Linked DNA regions of Arachis hypogaea: region 1 is linked to region 2. The links are chromatin contacts, called in public Hi-C maps. All regions are on one chromosome and are shown on one strand. Each heading gives the region's core, a stretch centred on a gene start, on an enhancer-like site or on the middle of the called end of the contact. The rest is flanking DNA. Distances are from core to core; before and after follow the strand shown. Region 1 holds the start of LOC112758772 (large ribosomal subunit protein uL14x/uL14z/uL14y). Region 2 overlaps LOC112758771 (protein PHOSPHATE STARVATION RESPONSE 1).

What was found. A called contact is a pair of places that touch in the nucleus more often than the background predicts.
Region 1: a Hi-C map of leaf shows a contact between it and region 2, with 1.8 times the contacts expected there. The contact joins the promoter of LOC112758772 here to the enhancer-like site in region 2. A contact is called at or near these places in 2 of 8 Hi-C or Micro-C datasets (both in leaf).

What each region holds. Positions count from the first base shown.
Region 1 is chr16:28,319,191-28,323,312 of arahy.Tifrunner.gnm2.J5K5, reverse strand. LOC112758772 (large ribosomal subunit protein uL14x/uL14z/uL14y) reads left to right here and starts at 2,073. Exons shown (of 4, transcript XM_025807515.3): 1 at 2,073-2,238; 2 at 2,370-2,654; 3 at 2,907-2,948; 4 at 3,175-3,411. The coding sequence starts at 2,223. The coding sequence ends at 3,257.
Region 2 is chr16:28,276,343-28,281,086 of arahy.Tifrunner.gnm2.J5K5, reverse strand. It overlaps LOC112758771 (protein PHOSPHATE STARVATION RESPONSE 1), which reads right to left. Exons shown (of 8, transcript XM_072220145.1): 7 at 4,640-4,709; 8 at 3,078-3,833. The coding sequence ends at 3,477. Among protein-coding and RNA genes, the nearest start is that of LOC112758771, 6.6 kb to the right of the region's middle. Within about 2 kb of position 2,891, at least 2 of the 3 cell types and tissues checked have open chromatin away from gene starts, as enhancers often do.

The DNA.
Region 1 (4,122 bases), core at 824-3,323, 43 kb before region 2:
AGATAACACGATTTATGTGCAAAAGAGTAACTCACAGTATCCTACCACAATTTACGTGCAAATGAGATAGCTCATAATACCTTAACATGGTTTATAGTGTTTATAATTTTTTTTTAACCTATTTTTTTGGTTAAATTTTAAGCTAATCCATTTTAAACAAAATTTTAAGCTAATCTATTTTAAACAAAATTTGTAAACATAAAAGAGACAGAGAATAATGTAAGATAAACTTAAATAAGTATAATTTCTTTAATTTGATAAAGAAAAATATTGTATTTTTTTATTTAAGTCTTATACAAAATTTTTAAATTTTTTTTGTCACTTATTTTTTATTAAATTTTAAGCTAATTCATTGAAAAATTGTAAAAAGAACACAAATTTTTAAAATAACGAAATTTTGCAAAAATAACACATACATAAAGTTTTAAAAAATATAATATAAATTATAACTATACAAAAAAATACTACACTATTGATAGAAGAAAGACCAAAGACTTATTTACCAAAAAGTACTGGTTTTTAAAAGTTGAAAAATAAATACTTATTGGAGATTTGGTTGAAAAAAAAATCATTTAAAACTAATGATGTTTAAAATAATATTAATTTTTGACCATTTCAAGTTGCATTTTATTTTAGTTAGATTAAATAATATTTATACAAGTAATTAGACATGTAACATTTATTCTTAAATGTGTTAAATATTTATTATTAATTTTTTAACACAAAAAAAAATTAAAATATATTTTCTTTTAATATAAGACACTTAATCACTTATTATGAAAATGCGTGTGTATATACTATATACAAGGGCTAACTAATTTTTTTATTTAAATTAATATAATTTTTTATTAAAAAATATCATATAAATATTAAAAATTAGTTTTTTTATTATTTTTTTTGAATATGTATAATGTTTTTTTTCCAATACTCTCACCCATATTATTATTTTTATAAAATTCTTTTTTTTTATCGTTATTGTTATTTCTTTTTTATATGGAACATTTTTTATTTTGTATTATGATTCTATTAATTTTAATAGAGTATTAAAGAGGACTGAGAATACTAAAAAAAATTAAAATTTATTTAAATATCTAAAATAAAATTATAAAATAACATAAAATAATTATTTAAATTTATGTCATTTTTTATAATTTTTATCTAAAAATAATTTTAAAAAATGTAATCTAAACAATATTTAATTTATTATAATCTATTTTAAATAAAAATTATTAAATATAAACTACGTTAATACTAACTCACTTTTGATTAAAATTAATTTTACAAAATCAATTTTAAATTTGGTTTACGAGAATTTAGTAATATTAATTTTTTTATTTTATTTAAATAAAAAAAGTGGCAAAGTCGCGATTTAAAATTTCAATATTTCTTTTTGGATCTATTAAAACTTCTGGAGCTAGTCATTAAAAAAAATTTCTGGAGCCGGGCGAGGTTATTTAGAGGGGTGAGTACGGGTCGGTTTGGTTCGAATTTATGGTAAAATTAGAATCGAATCGATCAAAATGTAATTGGTTCGGTTTAGTTTGGATTTACATTTTTTTGTACATGTACCCGAACCAAACCAAACTGATTAAGATCGGATTGGTTCGGTTCGGGTAATTGGGTATCCGATGACTTTGAAATTCATAAAAAAACCAAATTTTTATCTTAAAAATTCAACAAGTACAATAAATATGTAACATCAATAGAAATAATTCAAACATATTAAACACCAAATACATTAAAAACTAAACTCATTAAAATCCAAACATATTAATAATGTATAATCATTGTGAAAAAACCATATACATTTTTTTATTTTTTTTATTTAATTAATATATGATTGGGTTCGCGGGTTGGTTCAGATTCCGCACCCGCAAAATCGATACCCGAACCAATCACTAATAAAAATCATCGGTTTGGTTCGGATTTGACCCAATTACCCATTAATTTTAGAACCAATTTAATTGGTTCGGTTCGAGTTCGGACAGGTAATCGGGTACCCGCTACCCGTGCTCACCCCTAGTTACTTACCTTAGCAAGTCTTTGATGAGAAATTTATTTTTTTTTTTTTTGGACAAAAACAAAAAGAGGTATTCAATGCGCCTGCCTGTTGGGGGCCCATACTACTCCATAAACCCTAGTTAGAGTCTGAGAGTGGCATATATAAACAGCAGAAAGACACAAAATTAGGGTTTGTGTTTGTGATCTATAGAGAACCAACAATGGCGTCCAAGAGAGGTGCCTCTCCTCTACTTATTCAATTCTTCTCTAATTCGCCAAGATAACTATACCTAAATCTAACTAACCTTCATTTTTCTACTAATTCACAATTTGATTCTTTTGTATTTTGTTGTTCGATTTCTGTTCAGGTCGCGGTGGAAATGCGGGTAACAAGTTCAGGATGTCGCTGGGTCTTCCGGTGGCGGCTACGGTGAACTGCGCCGACAATACTGGTGCCAAGAACCTCTACATCATCTCCGTTAAGGGGATCAAGGGCCGCCTTAATCGTTTGCCTTCCGCTTGCGTCGGCGACATGGTGATGGCCACCGTCAAGAAGGGGAAGCCTGATCTCCGTAAGAAGGTGCTGCCAGCTGTCATCGTCCGCCAGCGCAAGCCCTTCCGCCGAAAGGACGGTGTTTACATGTACTTCGAAGGTCATAACAATAAAGTCCCTTTGCTTCTTTATTCTTTTATTTGCTTCAGTCATGTTATATTCTTTTATTTTTAGCTTTAATGCGGATTCATCTTTGATTTTGGTTAGATCATTATAGGTTAGGCTCTGATTATGGTTATTATTTTTTATTACTGATTATTGTTGATTAGGATTAGCATTTTATTTGTGTACTAACTTAACTATTTTTATGTTTGGAAAATGGTTTTTGATTGGGGTTTTTTGAATTGTGCAGATAATGCTGGAGTCATTGTGAATCCCAAGGGTGAAATGAAAGGTAAATTATTTCAATAGTTTTTTTCCTTTCTGCTTTTAACAAGATATTTGACAATAATGGTGAAGAAATGTTTGTGAGCTTGTTCCTTTAAGAAAAATGAACTAGCTGTTGTATTGGATTATGATGTTACATTATTTTCTCTACATGTTTTTAAATTTATAAGCGGTTCTTTGTGTAGTGAATTTGTGGTTGTGGTTTTGATTTGTTGTCATTGTTGTTATTGTAGGTTCCGCTATCACTGGTCCAATTGGAAAGGAGTGTGCTGATCTATGGCCTAGGATTGCAAGCGCAGCCAATGCCATTGTTTGAGTTTGATTTCTAGCAATTATATATGTTAAAGTTTCTGCTTGTTAAAGAAGCCTCCGATTTTGGTTTTAGCTTCAGCTGTACTGAATGTGATAGAGATTTATATTATTATAACTTATGTGAGAAACTTTTTATGGCATTAAGTGGTAGTTATAAAGTTGTGTTTTTCTTTGTTTTTTATTTTATTTTTATTCACTCTATTTGTTGGGATTCATGAGTATCTGGGTCTATCAATTTAGTTTTATGATAATCGGATGAATGGAATACCTGTTTAGTGTTTTGTTTTGATCGGGGGAGTAGTAGTGATTTTAAAGGTTTAAATTTTGACTGTCCTCATTCATAGGATATGAAACACTTAATTCGAGTGTCTGCCTGGCACTCAATGTTGCTAATTGGTTTCTTTGCGTTGAATAGTTCAAGTCTTAAAACACTCTCCCAACAAAAAAAAATCATTTTGTTAGTCTGTAATGCAGGACCAGTGTAATTTAAGAGGATTCTCACTACTCAGTCAAAATGAATTTTAATGCTGAAATGTTCTGGTGAATGTTCACCCTATTAACTATTGAGGTGGATATTTGAGATCCAACTTTTAGGAAAAAAGTGTTTAATGGACTATGAAAACGGCACAACCACATCCACTGGTGTCTGTCACCAAGAATAGCACTGCGATCACTGTTGAGCTGCCATGACCAAGATGCTCCCTTGCCGCATCCACGGTGTTTCGGGTAGGTCAACACACCCCATCACCATCTAAGATTGTTGCACAAGATGATCCTCTGCCTACTTTGAAGCCACCTTTTGCTCAAGCTGCTGCAGGGATCCACTGAACACAGCACTAAATTTTCCCTAATTTTGAGAAGTGGTCCAA
Region 2 (4,744 bases), core at 1,642-4,141:
TATTTTTGCTAATTGGCACACAATTTCTTCATGTATGCACACGTTATCTATTTAGAAAGCATATATTATGGTTGCCAAATAACACACAAACAAATAGTTCTACTTGTGTTCTTTAGAAACATGAGAGTGTATTGCATTTTTGACACATATATAAATTAAATTTAATTTCACTATAATAAGAATGATACAAATTGTAGTTTATACACACTTTAAGATGAACTTTTCACAATTATATTTGCAAGCACACAAATAGTTAAATTTGTGATTTCAGCTACCTAAAAGTGTGGTTTTGTCTACCTCAATTGTTAATGGACACACAACTTCTATCATGGTTGGTTACTTTCTTTTTCTGTGTTTTCTTACTTTTTTTTAATATGTAGTTTATGTTAAAGTTTTTTCGAAAATTATAAAAATTAGCTATCTTTCAATTGGTTGAGATTCTTTTACAATTAAATATATTCTTTGATTAAGAGTTTATATGTATGAATACTAGTTATTTAATTGCATTGCGAATACTTAATATATGTTGCAATACTTTTTTATTTTATTGTTTTTGGTGTTGTAAATCTATGATATGTACATTTGAACATACAAAGTGCTTGTTAAATGGATAGGGATGATCATATAGAAAGTTTTTTTTGTCGACGATATGGAAGACATCTTTAATTGTGATTTCACACTAAACCATTCCTTTAAGTTGGGGGTTCAGGAAACTATATTAACCCTTGAACACCAAGAACATATATTAACCGTTTTTAAAGAGGATTGGAAAAGGCGACAGAATCTATGTACAATAACACTGATATGTTACATCGTGCACATGTTATATTTATTAAGATTGATGTCTACCGAGTTGAAAAATTCATCTCCCATAAAATAGTTGGGCGAGAACAAATTTGAGCTGTACAACAGTTAAGTGAAACTAATAGGTGTCGTGATATCCTATGCATGGATCCTGATGCATTTCTTTAGTTGTGCGAGAAATTAAGAGCAACATGTCAAGTGAGATATACAAAACATGTTACAGTAGAGGAGCAAGTTGCTAGGTTCTTGCATATATTAGCTCGTAATGTGAAAATTAGATCCGTTTCTTTTTTCTACCACCAGTCTGGAGAAACTATTAGCCGCCACTTCCATGCTGTTTTACGGGCAATCATTTTACTAGGAGAAAAATTTCTTCGACAACCATCTGCAACCATTATTTCTCCGGTGATCCTTCACAATAATATATTTTATCCTTATTTTATGGTATGGACATGTACAATTACAAGAATATATAATTTTGTTTGATATAGCGAATTTCATGTTACTTTATTAATTAATGGACTATTATTAAGGATTGTATTGGAGCTATAGATGGAACACATTTTTGTGTTAAAGTGCCAATAGCAGATCAACCCAAATTTCGAGGGAGAAAAGAGTGGCCGACACTAAATGTATTAAATGCATGTGATTTTGATATGAAGTTCACTTATGTATTAACGGGTTGGAAAGGAACAGCATTTGACTCAAAAGTTCTGAAGAACGCATTATTAAGGGATAATAATCTTAAACTAAGTAGTTAAAGGTTAAAGGTTAATAGTTTATGTGTTTATTTTAGTTAAAGGTTAATAGTTAAAACATAAAACATCATTATATCATAAGTAGTTAAAGGTTAATAGTTTATGTGTTTATTTTAAATTAATTATTTTAAATGATAAATTTTGTAGAAAAATTTTACCTTGGAGATGCTGGATTCATGGGTAAGATATCACTTAAAAGATTATGCAAGACATGGCCTAGAAAATGAAAAGAAATTATTTAATCTTCGGATACTTTATTGAGAAATGTTATCGAAAGGTTATTTGGAGTTTTGAAAAAAATATTTACAATAATCACAAGTGGCACTAAACCACATTATAACTTTGAAACTATGACTGAAATTGTTCTAGCTTGTTTTGTATTACATAATTTTTTAATGGATGTAGATCCTGATCCACATCTCATAATTCAAGTTGATCGAGAAATGCAAGATAATAATCTAGAAGAGGATGAAATAGTTTGACATGAACACGATGAAGACTATAGGCTGGGAGCTATGTTAAGGGATGAAATAGCTGCTCAAATGTGGGCTGACTATCAACTAGGACGTTGATCACTCCTTTAAAAAAATGCAAATGAATTTACATGTATTATATGTGAGCTGAATTGATATTTTAACTTTGATGTGTTATTATTGAATTCATATGTTATCTCTTACACTGTGTTTGTTTAGATGGAAGACAGGGGAGAATAAACGCGAAAGGAAAGAAATTGGAGAGAAATGTCATATTTCAATAATTTGGTTTAGAAAGAAAACGCTAAGAAAAATAATTCCCGTACCAAAAAGTAAAAGGGACCCACAAAAAATATTTCAGTCCGACTTAGGCGAGAAAATGGAAGGAAAAAACCATTTCACTTCGTTATTCTAAACCCTACCCTTCTATTTTCTTCCAAGACTCTTCTTTCACCTTGCGATTTAGCCGTTCTTGCTACTCAGTTCTAGCACAACCATTGTAGCTATTAGCCACGGTCCATTCATCCACCGCTGCACAACCAATCTAGTCATAGCGTTTTGCGCAACCAGTCTAGATTGGTCTTAAATTTTTTGAAAATTTAGCCATCGAGGATATATTTGATGCAAATCGAAAATTTTTAAGATAAAATTAAAACAAAATAAAACTTAAGGATATTTTTAAAATCTTTGTCAAATTTCAAGAACAAAAAGTATACTTTATCCCTTACTTTAATTATTCATGCCACTTTCTTTCATCACGTGTATGAACAGTTTTAACCTGAATGTTCTATCTGACCTAGCGCATCACGCCAAAATATGTACCCTGGTGGGGGCACTTGTCCTCCTCTCCACTCAACAACAACAATCTACATGTGTAGAACTGCAGCTTGGTTCTACACCAAAATTGAAAGGTATTCCCTTCTATTACTAGTGAAACAATGCCAAAATTTCTGATAAAAGAAATCACAGAATGAAACGCAAAAACTAAACTGCAAGAAAATATGCTCCAATTCCATAGTTAAACAATAAGAAGGGAGCAACGTTAAATCTAGAATTGTGCCTCCTTTTGGCATTTTTTTTTTCCTTTTAAATTTTATTTCGTCCAGATAAAGAAAGAGTTCAAGTTGGAGCTGTTGTACATAGTACAAGAAATTTGGACTGTTTGGACTACAGGAGGGTGGTAAGACTTATCTCAACTGTACACTAGAATCTCACACTGACCAAGGTATCAAATGTGGATTACCAAAACTTTTTATCATTTTTCAGCTAAATTAAAAGTAAACATGCAAGTCCTTATTGAACAAAACAGGACAGGAAGATCTCGTTAAGTTACGGAGCTCTAGATATCAATCAGACTAGCCTTCCTTACTTAAAATAGAATCTTTAATGAATCAGTATCGTCTTTTCTCAGTTCAATGCTGATTCAACAGATCACATTGCCTCACTCATCTGTCCTCGGACGCTTTGGGGGATGACCACTATCTTCACTTTCAGAAGCAAGTTGCTTAGGATCTTCGGGAGCATCTTGCTTCCCACTCACTTCCAGGGATTTTTTCTCAGCTGTGGCATTGCCATTAGCTTGATGAGGCCCTGAACTGCAAAGGTCCACTGGGATGGCTTCCATTTCACTTTTGGCAGGTGAATCTTTCATGGCATCAGAGGACACTCCAGATGTACTATCAATGGCAGATGATGATGCCTTGAATGGTTCAATGCCACCAGATTTGCATTGCTTCTCAAACATCATCTGGAGATACCTTCCTTGTTCTTCTATACGTAACTGTAGATTTCTTTGAATCTGATGCAAAAAGAAGGGGGAGAAAACTGTATCAGCTAAGGCAAAAAAGGACATTATAAATGTAAGAGAAATAAGTGTAGAGTCGTGACAGTTCATCAAACAGATTTAACAAAAACATAAATTCTATAGGCATATTTGCTGATTACCAAATTCCACATGGCTAAATATAGTAAGGATATTTTGTTACTCTTAAATCAAGGAAAACGGAATATAAGAATCAAGAGGAGTTCAAAGGCCTTGAAAAATGTCCCATGCATTGTTAGTAGCAGTAAAAAGGAAAGAGAAACAACTGAGATGCTGACCTCCTTTTGCAGTGTAAGATACTTCCGTAACTATTTTGTAAGCTATTTTAGACTAATCAGAGACTACTGAATGTGTCTGTTTGACTTGGAGTTTATATATGTTCAGTTATTTGTTTACGGTGAAATTCAACTAATTTTACCAATACATAAATTCCTCCTTAACTTCTATGGAATGGCTGGGTTGCTCTTATGAGCTGATGTATTTTGTTTCCCCTTACTATTTGCAGCTTCTGGAGGATTTATAACTATTCAGTGATTGTTGGTCCTTTCTTTATGCTATAATTTCCTATCAACAAGCTCACAAACCTCACTTGAAGTTCATTTCAAAACTAGCAACTCTTAAACTGTTATTCTCACTAATTCCACTTAGCTATAAATGATGAAATTCTATAGTATTGCAACAGAAATAAAGCTTGCAAACAAACTCCTTAAAACATGTCTTAGCCATGTAACAATTCACCAAACATATCCTACTGTAGATTCCCAAATAAAGGAAGCACATACCTCAAGCTGCTCGTGCAAGCGCTTCTGAACCTCCATCTGCATTCGCAGAGCTTCAGTGATTTCAATACCACTGTACAACACAATGATGAAGTCAGAAAAAAAAAA